2 separate regions of the Danio rerio genome follow, and region 2 is linked to region 1. Evidence: chromatin contacts called from public HiChIP or PLAC-seq data. All regions are on one chromosome and are shown on one strand. Each heading gives the region's core, a stretch centred on a gene start, on an enhancer-like site or on the middle of the called end of the contact. The rest is flanking DNA. Distances are from core to core; before and after follow the strand shown.

Region 1 (5,943 bases), core at 1,838-4,337:
ACTGACCAATCATTTTCATACTTTGTACAGAATATACACATTTCAGTAGTCTAATTACTTCTAATCCAATTTTGTGATCTATGCTAAGCTAAGATAAGCTAAGCTAAGCTAAGCATGCTGTCACCAGAACCGGAGATTGACTGAACGGATTAAAATATGGTAAAAATTATCAAAACTATATTTTTTTTCCGAGCAAGATGCTAATGGTCTTATCCGATTCAATGATCTATGCCAAGCTAAAGTGCTCCCACCAGAACCAGAGATTGGCTGAATGGATTCCAAAACAGTTAAACTCAAACATTTAACCCTAATGGTGTTGTAAATTGTGCCTATTTCCAAAAAAAAGTAGAGTGTTCCTTTATATGTAAAACCCACACCTGCTAGTGTTTCATTTGTTACAATGGTCTTGTTTTTGTTCCCCCCTCAGGAAATGATCTCCAGCTGAGTGAATCTGGCAGTGACAGCGACATCGACTGATCTCCAGTGATGTTCAGCTCTTGAAAACATAGATGGTGTTCCCAGCGTTATGTGTTTCATAGCTAATACCAGTCCTTCTGCAGTGCTTTTTATCCTGAGCTTTTAACGTGGAGATATCATAGGAGGTTTTGAAGAATGTAATTTTATTAGATTTTATTTTTATTGCAAAGGGAGTTTTTGGAACTGATATATACGGTTGTGTGATGCGAGATTATTGTACCTGTGCTTGTTCAGTATTTTTATGAAGCTTGTATATGCACCTTTCCTCCATGTTACGTGTGACACACACCGACTTGTTGCATGATCATTATTCTGACTGTTTTTGGCATAGTCTGTAAAGTTGAGCCAAGGTGTTATCTATAGATTGATCACAGCACATGATTTAGGCTTAATTTGTTTATTGTTTGTATGACAGAAGGGTCAAAACTCTTAAGGTATAACATTATCTGTCTTAAACAGTATTTTAAAATCTGTCTGCACTGCTGGTTTAACCAAAATTTGTTTTAATGCAGCTGACCCCAGTATAATTGTTGTATATAGCATCTGTACTGTAACAATAAAGTAAAAAAAACTAGCCATTTCTGTGGGTCTGAGTGATCATTTTTATCATGATTTTTCTTTTCAGTTCAATGACTTTACACTTTATTATGGTGGCTTGAGAAAGCCGGCATACTGTTATACTACCTAGACTGTTCATACTCCAACCACCAAACTAACTCCAAACCTCCAAATACACTGAATTAAGTGGCTATATCTTTTCCAACTGATCCAACTTACAGTTTTCAGAAAAAAAAATAACCTGAAAAATTCGTAAAAGTCCCATTGGCTTAATATTGGACCAAACTTTGTGATCTCATAACTTTGCGCCAGACTGTCTTACAGACTTAACGTTGTGCTCATTTAACTCACTAGCAATCTGCCAATCACTTATGACCTTTCAATTTACTAGCCACACCCTAGCAACTGTCCCATAGACTTCACATTCGACATACTAATAACAAACCAATTCATACTAGCAATATACTGATCCATATTAGAAACATACTAATGACATACCAATCCATACTGGAAACATTTCAACAAACTTACTTATTATACTAGCAACATGCTAATTCATACTAAATTCATGCCAACAACATGCTAGGTTATGCTAAAAACATGCTAGCAACATGCTAATTCATGCTAGATCCAGTTATAGTTTCCTATAGATTGATCACAGCACATGATTTAGGCTTAATTTGTTTATTGTTTGTATGATAGAAGGGTCAAAACTCTTAACGTATAACATCAAAATGACTTTCCTTCACTTTTGGTCACATGGAATGCACATAGAAGGCACTATCAGGGCATGTCTCATTTAATCTGAGCTGTATAAAATGCTTTTAATGCGCACACCTAAACCCCAATGACATCACTAGCACCATTGAGTGCATTGCATCTATGAGATTACATGTCTAAGACTGCATGTCTGCATTTCTGCCCTGCTTTTATCCATTCGTCAATCTTTCTTCATTTTGTTAGCAAAATCTTCCAATGACCCAATCAGTTCCCATTGGATGAAATTATGCTCTGTCCTACATTTCTTTCTAATTTTAGGACAGTTTAAATTCATGTACATCATCGTATGGAAAAGCAGGACAGTCTTAACTTCTGTTTCATGGCGATTTTGAAGATAGATTAGTTAAAACTGTAATCAACTGGGAATCCATAAGGTCAGGCTACACCAGAAACAAAAGTTTTTTTTTTCTTATGAAAAAAATAGAAGGTCAATTTAATGTATAAAAGCCCTTAGTAGCTATATACATTTCTGTGGTTTTATTTATGAGTACAAGGGAATCATCAGATAGACATTTTGGGAAACTTGCTTCAGTGAAGATCTAATCATAGACCGTTTTAAAAGCTGTCTACATGTTGTTTTAAGATTTATTTGTATTTTAAGTACAGTCAATTCTATAAATGCTTTGTATATTGTACAAATATATTTGTATAAATGATAAAGTACGTTACTCACTGTTTCAGTTGGAAGTACATCAACATACCTATATAAAAGTCTGAGCAACTTCTATTTCACACAGACTTTAATGGCAATTTAACTCACCATTTACTCATGCACAAGTGGTTCCAGATATTTTGGAGGTCTGGAACCTTTATGGAGTTTTATTAAAAAATTTTTCACTTGTTGAATACAAAAACATATTTTAAAGATAGCTGAAAACGTGTAGCCATTGACTTCTATAGTATGTAAAAAAGTATTATGGTTACAGGTTTCCAACATTTTTTAAAATAATTTATTTTGTGTTTAACAGAAAGTAAAAGAAGAAGTAAAACGTGAGTAAACGATGACAGAATATTAATGTTAAGGTGAACTATTTGTTTAATAACATACATTTCATTTTTGGTGAACTAACCCTTACAATTAAAAAGTTACTATAGTGCTCACAACAATTATATTCTATTAAAGAAAAGTTTTTTTTAATGTGTGTGAGATATTATGTAATGTTTGCTTTTTCTATTTGACCTGCAACTTAAGATCGTACAAAGCAAAATCTCCACGCTGGACTCTTATTTTGATATCGAGCTGCCATGTTCCACAGTTCTGGCTTCAGCGTTGCTGTCAGTACCATGACAACAGCGGGTCGAGTGTGAGGAGCTGAGATGTCTTGAGCTACCTGGTTTTACCACACAGTACTAGAGAAAACATCACTGCAATTACTACAGGTACAACAGATTTACGTATATTTTTCACCAGTGCACATAAGAGCAGCTTCACGGTCAACAATACATCTGTGAAACTATGAAAGTGTGAACCGCGATCGCAGCAAGCTGAGTAACGTTAGCAGATTTACCACAACAATACTCTTTCTTTCATTCACAGGGAATAAGATAACTGTTATGTCTCATATAGTTACCTGATTTCTAGCTTTGAAAATATTTAATGGCTTACGTTTTTAACATAATCGATAGACTGTTAACAGGTTGGTCTGGATGCTTTCTGTGTAACTTAACGTTACTTTGAAATCCAAATTTTAGATTTAACCTGAAATTCAGAACGCTTCTTAATATAAATAAAGAGAAACTAGTTTACACACTGAATGTTATAATAATTGGTTAATTTATATTCTTTCGTTCTGTTTAATTCATACTTAATAGTTCAGAAGTTTAGTTAACAGACTAGTAAACACACACACGCTGCCTCCATAATAGAACCCACACATATTCTCTATAAGTTATATGTACAGTGCACATTTTATTTGTCCATGTTCCTGGACCAGTCTACTTCCTTGCATTTCCTCTGTTTCTCTCTGGTGTGTGGATTAGCTGGGTTAAGCAGTCAGCAGTTAGTTAGTAAAGCTGCTTGGATTGCAGCCAATGAAATCTGCAGTCACGTGACACTTCTGTCAGGTTATACTGTCAGCTGCATGTCTGACAGTCTTGGTGGTTCAGTCAGCATCAAAAACCATGTGCTCAGAAGATGCCAACTAAGACAAAGAGTGATTAGGGGAGAGTCTTTTTGTTCTTACATTGTCATTGAAAAACAAAATGATGAACAGAATTGTGTCAGGATGTGTATTCTATGGTGGATGAGAGAGCTCAAATGAGCTGCAAGTCCATATGAAATGCAACGCCATCGATGTGATCCAAGTCCTGTGAAGGGAGGATGCCAAACGTGCATACTTTTAGAAGTCCCCATAACACTTGTCCAGGCCATATCCTGAGCAGATGCAGTGGTGGTCATGGAGGAGGAGTGGAGAACATGAAACTGATTCCTGAAAGACCCCAGTGACAGACGAGTCTGCGCTGATCTCGTGGGCCAGCCTGAATACCTGACGGTGTCGTACTCACAACTGCAGCTTCTTCACGATGGACGTCAAGCTTTCCCCAGCCCCCGGCACCTAAACTGCAGCTCTGCACAAGAAGTTTGGCCAGAGGAGAAATGGTCATGCCCCAATGAGCCTGGTTTCTCTCAAGTTTTTTTTTTCCTTCACTTTTGTCAATTGGTGAAGTTTGTTCCTCACCTCTGTCACCACTGGCGTGCTTGGTTTGGGACTTGTGGAGCTGCGCATCGATGGATTTGCTCTTCAGTGTTTGGACTTTCAGCTGTGAAAATTAAACCACACTGAACTAAACTTTAACTCTGAAAACTGGACTGACAGTTTCAATTTGAATTTGATAAATTATGTTAAGCTCCTTTGCTACAATCTACATTGTAAAATAAAGATGGATTGAAGAATTTAATTTGCAATCAAAATTTACAATGTTTAATTTGCTAGCGCTCATTGTTATTCTTTAGGTGAATAATTAATACTTTTTCATTTGTGGTAATCTTCAGTGAAAGTCTGACCGTTCTTCTTTCATGTTTAGAGTGGTGACTTTTTAGTTTAGTTTAGACAGATTTAGCCACAATTTTCTTAGTCATGCCTCTCTTACCGTTAGTTTGCTATGAAGAAATTATGCTCAAATAGAAAACCCTGCCAAATATTCCTTATATACTCAATATTCTGTTTCTGAATATTCTGTTCTGAATATTCTCAATATTCTGTTACTGAATTCAGTTCATCAACATACTGAAATAAAAGTCTATTCGTTCGTTTGTCTGTTCGTCCGTCCGTTCGTCAGTCTGTTAGTTCGTTCGTCTATCCGTCCGTCCATCTGTTCATTTGTCTGTCCGTTCATTCGTCTGTTCGTTCGTTCGTTCGTCCATCCGTTTGTTTGTTCTTTTGTCTCTCCGTCCGTTCGTTCGTACAGTCATTCAATAATTCATTTGTGCAGTCAATTATTCATTTTTTCTTTTTTTACAGTCATTTATTTGTTTGTACATTAGTTAATGGATTTGTAGGTTTGGACATTCGTTCATTTTTTTCATCCACATCAATAAACAGCCATCAATCTAACAATCTGTAAAAAAAAATGATGACGCTGCCATCTAAAATGTGAGCTGCAGACATTGTTTAAGTAGTTTGTAATAGTGTAGGAGTCAGATTTGCTATACATGAAGATCTAATAAGAAGCTTAAGCCCATAATGAATTTATAAAAATAGATCTTATAGATCTTCTAAAAGCAAATTTGATGCAAAGTTTTAACATTGCAAAAGCAGCCAACCCCCCTCCCTTCACACTTTTTTTTTATTTAGTCAAAGTTAAACAACAAAGAGAAATTTGAATTTCACTTGACTAAATTATTATTATTATTATTATTTTATTATTATTTTTAGCTTTAAAAAGACTTTTTTAATTTATACAATGGGAGCTACGATGCATCATTTTCACATTTGGTTATTCAATTTACAGTATGGAGCTTAATCAGAAAACATTTTAAAGCTGCTTGACAAGCACTGTTTGATTAGTATTTGTATAATTTTTTTCTGTTGAACTTATTTGTGCAATAACTGTATTATTTATTAGAGTACTATGTTACACTGGTCAAACCTATGCACACTAGGGATGCTCCGATCTATCTGCCGATAA
Region 2 (5,943 bases), core at 1,762-4,261, 210 kb after region 1:
TAATCATCAACAAGCAAAACAACTGCATTCTCACAGTGAACTGTACCTGTACGGCAGGGAAGGCTATGTGAACTTAAACTTTCATTCTAAGCATTCAGTGTCCGCAGTTTAATTAACCATATGTAAATGTTTTTGCTGAAATCATTGCTGCAATCAAAAACAAGTAACGTGTATGATTCAGCATAGCGTGAACTTACCTGAGATGAAGCGAGATCTGCAGAGTCCAGCATTTTTAATTAGGTTGTCACTTCATTCAGCTCCCTTTTAGCCAGATATGTGCGGTTGGCATTAAAAGTAGTGTGCTGTACGGTAAAAGTTACGTTTTCTATTTTTGGACTCTATTTTTGGCTATTGCAACCCGGTCTCTTTTTGCAACAGGGAACCTGTGTGACGTCATGTGTGATGTAATTTGTCTATTAGTTCAATTCTATTAGATTGGTTTACTTAATATTCGGGGGCAAAATTGACGTGAATCCATATTGCACACAATAGAGTTAAATAAGAAGCATGTATTTGTTGATATTATTACATAAATCTTGTATTCATATTTGTGTCATTTATGTTTAACTGATAAATATCAATCGCAGAAATAAAAAAGTTGTTTAGTTAAAAGATGAATTTATGATGATTTGGATTAAAGGGTCAAAAATGTATTAGTATTAGATCTAATTAGTGTACGGTGCCCAGCATAACTGAGTACAGCCCAATTTGAAAATTTATATTTTTCTCTATTTCTCAGTGAATATAGGCCATATAGGCCATAAAAAGTTTGGTGTATTTAAACAAAAAGATTTATTAAAAAGATATATTTATTAAAATAATATTTTAATCACCAAACATATTTAAAAATTGAAAGATAATACAAATAAACTCAAGCTAAAAAAAATTACAACCTAAAAAATTTCAACTAATCTTTTTTTTCCCTCTTGATTTTTCCTCTTTTTAAATTTTGTATTTAATATTTTTCTATAACATATAAATACTAGTGTACTGTGTGTAGTGTACTAGTTTTTGGACCTCTATCATGAGTTATTTTTTTAGATAAGCTTTAAATTTTGCTTCAGTACTGACTAATCTAAATATGCACATTATATTTGTATATGCACAAATATAATATTGTAAAGCTTCCTATTGAAAATATGAATTTAAAATATAGATTTGTGACGGCTGTACTTATATATAGTTGAAGTCAGAATTATTAGCCCCCTGAATCATAAGCCCTTCTGTTTATTTTTTCCCCAATTTCTGTTTAACGGAGAGCAGATTTTTTTCAACACATTTCTAAATATAATAGATTTAATAACTTATTTCTAATAGCTGATTTATTTTATCTGTCATGATGACAGTAAATAATATTTGACTAAATATTTTTCAAGACACTTTTATACAGCTTAAAGTGACATTTAAAGGCTAAACTAGGTTAATTAGGTTAACTAGGCAGGTTAGGGTAATTAGGCAAGTTATTGTATAACAGTGGTTTGTTCTGTAGACAGTCGGAAAAACAATGAGCCTAGAGGGCTAATAATTTTGTCCTTAAAATTGTGTGTAAAAAAAGTAATAACTGCTTTTATTCTAGCTGAAATAAAACAAATAAGACTTTCTCCAGAAGAAAAAAATAATAATATGTGTGCTAATAATTCTAATGCTAATAATTCTGACTTCAACTGTATGCTGAGCATTGTATTCTATATAAACAGATCTCCTTTTCTAGATATTTCAATAAAATATTTTGTAGTTTTATCTTCACAAAAGGTATTTAAAACACCAAAGTACAAACTTTACTAGCATTTTTGACAATATAATCACAAACCAGTCATCATCACAAACCAATCATCAATAAATAGGCTTTCCATTAATGTATGATTTTAGTGAACTGTTAAAAATCTGAAATGTGAGGGTCCAAAAAAGGTAATATAGATAAAAACTGCCTTCAAAGTTGTCCGAATTAGTTTCTTTGCTACACATATTAACCGAGAATTACGTTTTTATAGGCTATATTTACAGAAGACCATTTACAAAACCTCCTCATGGAACTTGATCTTTGCTTAATATAAAGATTTTTGGCATAACATAATATATAATTTTGTTTCATACAATGTATTTTTGGGCGGTTCATTCCGCCGTGGCGACCTCAGATTAATAAAGGGACTGAAAAGAAAATGAATGAATGCATGTAATTCCAGCAAATATACCATGCAACATAAGCCTGAAGAACTATAAATATAATTGCTAGCAGACACTGAAATGTCTCATTTTTAACTCCCTTTAAAAATACCAAGATTATCTTCTCACAGCATATTTGAGATGCTTCCTACGTCTCTTTGATGGGTAATGTCTGTGAGCTGTGGAAAAATAAATGTATCACTCACCGTAGATAATTAAACCAATTAAAAGTAATTATTATAAGTGGATCTAAATAAGAAGATTTGTCAAACCCACTGTAATTGCTTGGGCTTGGCAAAAAAGGGATTGTCACCAAGGTGAGCAGATTTTCCAAGACACCAGACACGAGAGATCTCCAGCTGAGAAGTAATGCTCTCTGGCGCTCTCTTGTGACTAATATTACTGAAATGGGCTTCGATTGACCTGTCCATGTTACCTTTACAAGCCATTCTCCAGGTGTTTGTAGACTGGCACCATTTAAGCTTCACACTGTCTCTTCAAGTATTAATCTGATCTTTTGACATGCAGATGGAACAGTCCTCTACGCGCGCTGGATTTCAGAAGACACTTAGCACCTACTTTGGATAATGGTCGATGCATGAAGTCATTGTTATTCTAAGATTAAGAATTACATGCAAAAGGCATGTTCCCCATCCATCTTCATAATGGGCTGAAATTCTTGTTTGGTGAGAAAGTGTGCCCGGCTGAACGCTGAGGGTGATATGTGGAGGTACAGGAGATGAGGGGCGGATCTGGCTACACCTCACCAGACAGCAGATCTGCGGGATTATAAACCCCACACACGTGCGTTTAAATAGAGAGGGGGCAGATATCTGTGGACTGGAGGACGGACTTCCACCGCGGGAATGTTTAACTGGAGCTCTGAAGCCGGCGTCGCATCCGAAAAGTCTGTCAGAAAATATCCGGAGCGCTTTGACCAAACCTGGAGCTCCAGTCGGATCATGGCAGTGTCATCATCCATGCGCGCGCTCGTCTCCAGAAGACCACTGGATCTTATCTCGGTTTTAAACTCTTTGTGGAGTTTGTGACCTGCTAATCTGGATCTTCAGAAAGCTGTTTCGCCGCTGAGGTGTTTTTGTTTGTTTGTTTGGACCGTTATTATAATGTTATGGTGATTTTTCCGTCGCGCGAAGCTTCGCTGAAGGTTTCAGGATTATGAGTCCCTCATGACACCGATGTCTCCCTCTTGCTGGATTTTAAAGAAGACCGTTTCTACAGGCTTGGGATACTTTGGTTTTTCATTTTGTTTCTTTACCCCCCGTGCGTCTGGAGCGAATTTAGGATGCTGTGTCTGTCTCCTCCAGTAACCTACAACCTGTTATTCTGGTTTTTAATTCTCCAAACGCCACAATCAACTGCACCTTTAATCACCGGTAAGATCATCCAAACTCTGAAAGATCCTTCATAAGAACATGTAAACAAACTTATTTTGTGTCATCATAATATTAGCCTGTATTACAACTCGAATAAATAGCCTTGGCTTTTGGTGGTCGAGTGAAATTGAGGTTTTTAGTCAAGCTTTTTTTTTTTTTTTTTTTTAAACTCAATTTAGCAAATCATATACTTTTTACACTGAATTTTACTTCAAGTAAAAGTCACTTTTATTTAAACGTGAAAAGGTTTATCTGTGCTGCAAGGAGATATTTTACTGTTTTTCGCAATGTAGCCTTCTGTAAAATACATAAAAATAGATTATTATATTGTAATAATATAATTATAATATAATATTAGATTTTTTTTACTAGGTTTAGTCTTTGAACATAACGCATTACAAATTTCTTTATTAAATATACCAGCAATTTCCTTGTCACACTGTATTTTTTATTGTAAATAAAGATGAATGAAATATTGTTTACAATAACTGTTTCTTTCTATTAGGGTAATTCAGTGTATCACAAGTCATTTCTTTTAGAAATTTAATAGCGATTTATGATTTAGTGTTACGTTAAAATGAAATATGTAAATATAAATTAGAGTAGGCAATGTAGTTTTACTTTTCTTTTATGCCTAATAAATATTTAATGAGATACATTTGCAAGCAATTTCAGAGAAAATATACAATACTAAAGTTTGAGGTAAGTTTTATTTATTTAATTTTTTAAAGAAATTATTCTGTTCATCAAGGCGGCATTTATTAAATGTGAAATTTGTAAAAAAAAAAAATATATATATATATATATATATATATATATATATATATATATATATATATATATATATATATATATATATATATATATAAACTGCTTTCTTATCGTATGTAGTTTCAAATTAAATTATTACTCCAGTCATTATTGCTTTTATTACTATTACTATTAACAATAATTATTATTATTTAAATTTTTATTACTATTAATATTAGAGTGATTTCTGAAGGATCATGTGAAGACTGGAGTAATGAAGCTAAAAATTCATCTGTAAAATCACCAGATTAAATGATTAAATTAAATTGTGAACTACTTTTGAACAGTTACATTATAGTGCAACATTTCACAATTTTACAATTTGTACTGTATTATTAATTAAATAAATGAAGCCTTGGTGAGCAGGAGAAGCTTATTTTAAAATATTTAAACTTTTTAAACGGAATTATACAGTTGAAGTCAGAATCATTAGCTCCCCTTTTCTTTTTTTAAATATTTCCCAAATAATGTTTAACAGAGCAAGGACATTTTCAAAGTAGGTCTGATAATATTTTTTTCTTCTAGAGAAGGTCTTATTAGTTCTATTTAGGCTAGAATAAAAGCATTTTTTAATAAAAAAAAATAGGGTCAAAATTATTAGTCCCTTTATTCTATTTTTTTTAGCATAAACAAACCTATCCTCCATATCCTCCTTATACAATAATTTGCCTAATTACCCTAACCTACCTAGTTAACCTGATTAACCTAATTAAGCCTTAAAATGTCACTTCAAGCTGTATGGAAGTGTCTTGAAAAATATCTAGTCAAATATTATTTACTTTCGTCATGACAAAGATAAAATAAATCAGTTATTAGAAATGAGTTATTAAAACTATTATGTTAAGAAATATGTTGAAATGTTTTCCTCCTCATTAAACAGAAGTTGGGGAAAAAATAAACAGTGGGGCTAATAATTGAGGGGGTTTCATAATTCTGACTTTAACTGTATGTGTCATGTTTTTTCAGCATAGTTCACATTGTGTAGCTATTAATCATTTTAGTAACAACATTAATTATGTAACTATGTAGTAACTATGTAGCACATTAGTGTGACTACTTGCTAATCACTTAAATACAGAGTAGCATTGTAAAAATAAAGTGACCTACATTCCGGTTTATTTTGTAAACGCTACTGAAACTAAACAAGAACAGTTAGACGCTCCTTATTTGCAGTGGTTTGGTTATTTGCGGGCTTAATTACTGTTTGATGGTTTAAATAAAATGTTTCCAGGAAACAGGTCATGTAGAAGTCAGTGTGATTTTCTTTTTTTTCTCCCTCATTCAGGTACAGAGGCTAGCTGTGAAAACGAGGGAGAAGTGTTACACATCCCCAACATCACAGACAACCCCTGCATCTCCTGCGTCTGTCTGGTGAGAAAACCAAAACCCCTGAGCAGGACGATACATGATATATTTCCATATCAAATAGGATTTATAGTGCAGTTTGCAGATCATAAACAACTGATGATAAATAGTTGGTTTCTGAAACGTCTGTTCACAAAAAAAAAAAAAATTATTCATTGCATTTACTACATTTTTTTAAAGGTAATTGGTTGCAAACTATGGGCTGATTAAC

The links. HiChIP or PLAC-seq counts read pairs in DNA pulled down with a chosen protein or histone mark.
Region 2: a contact with region 1 is called in an H3K4me3 HiChIP or PLAC-seq map of gastrula embryo, with 3 times the contacts expected there. The contact joins the promoter of bmper here to the promoter of bbs9 in region 1. A contact is called at or near these places in 4 of 18 Hi-C or Micro-C datasets (caudal fin, embryo, hematopoietic stem cells and 1 more) and 3 of 4 datasets of contacts at active chromatin or transcription factors (caudal fin, embryo and gastrula embryo).

What each region holds. Positions count from the first base shown.
Region 1 is chr16:7,240,346-7,246,288 of GRCz12tu, forward strand. It overlaps bbs9 (Bardet-Biedl syndrome 9), which reads left to right and starts at 3,088. Exons shown (of 23, transcript XM_073925781.1): 1 at 3,088-3,195. eaf1 (ELL associated factor 1) reads left to right here. Exons shown (of 6, transcript NM_001002115.1): 6 at 428-1,047. The coding sequence ends at 477.
Region 2 is chr16:7,447,043-7,452,985 of GRCz12tu, forward strand. bmper (BMP binding endothelial regulator) reads left to right here and starts at 3,012. Exons shown (of 14, transcript NM_001020487.2): 1 at 3,012-3,557; 2 at 5,653-5,738. The coding sequence starts at 3,467.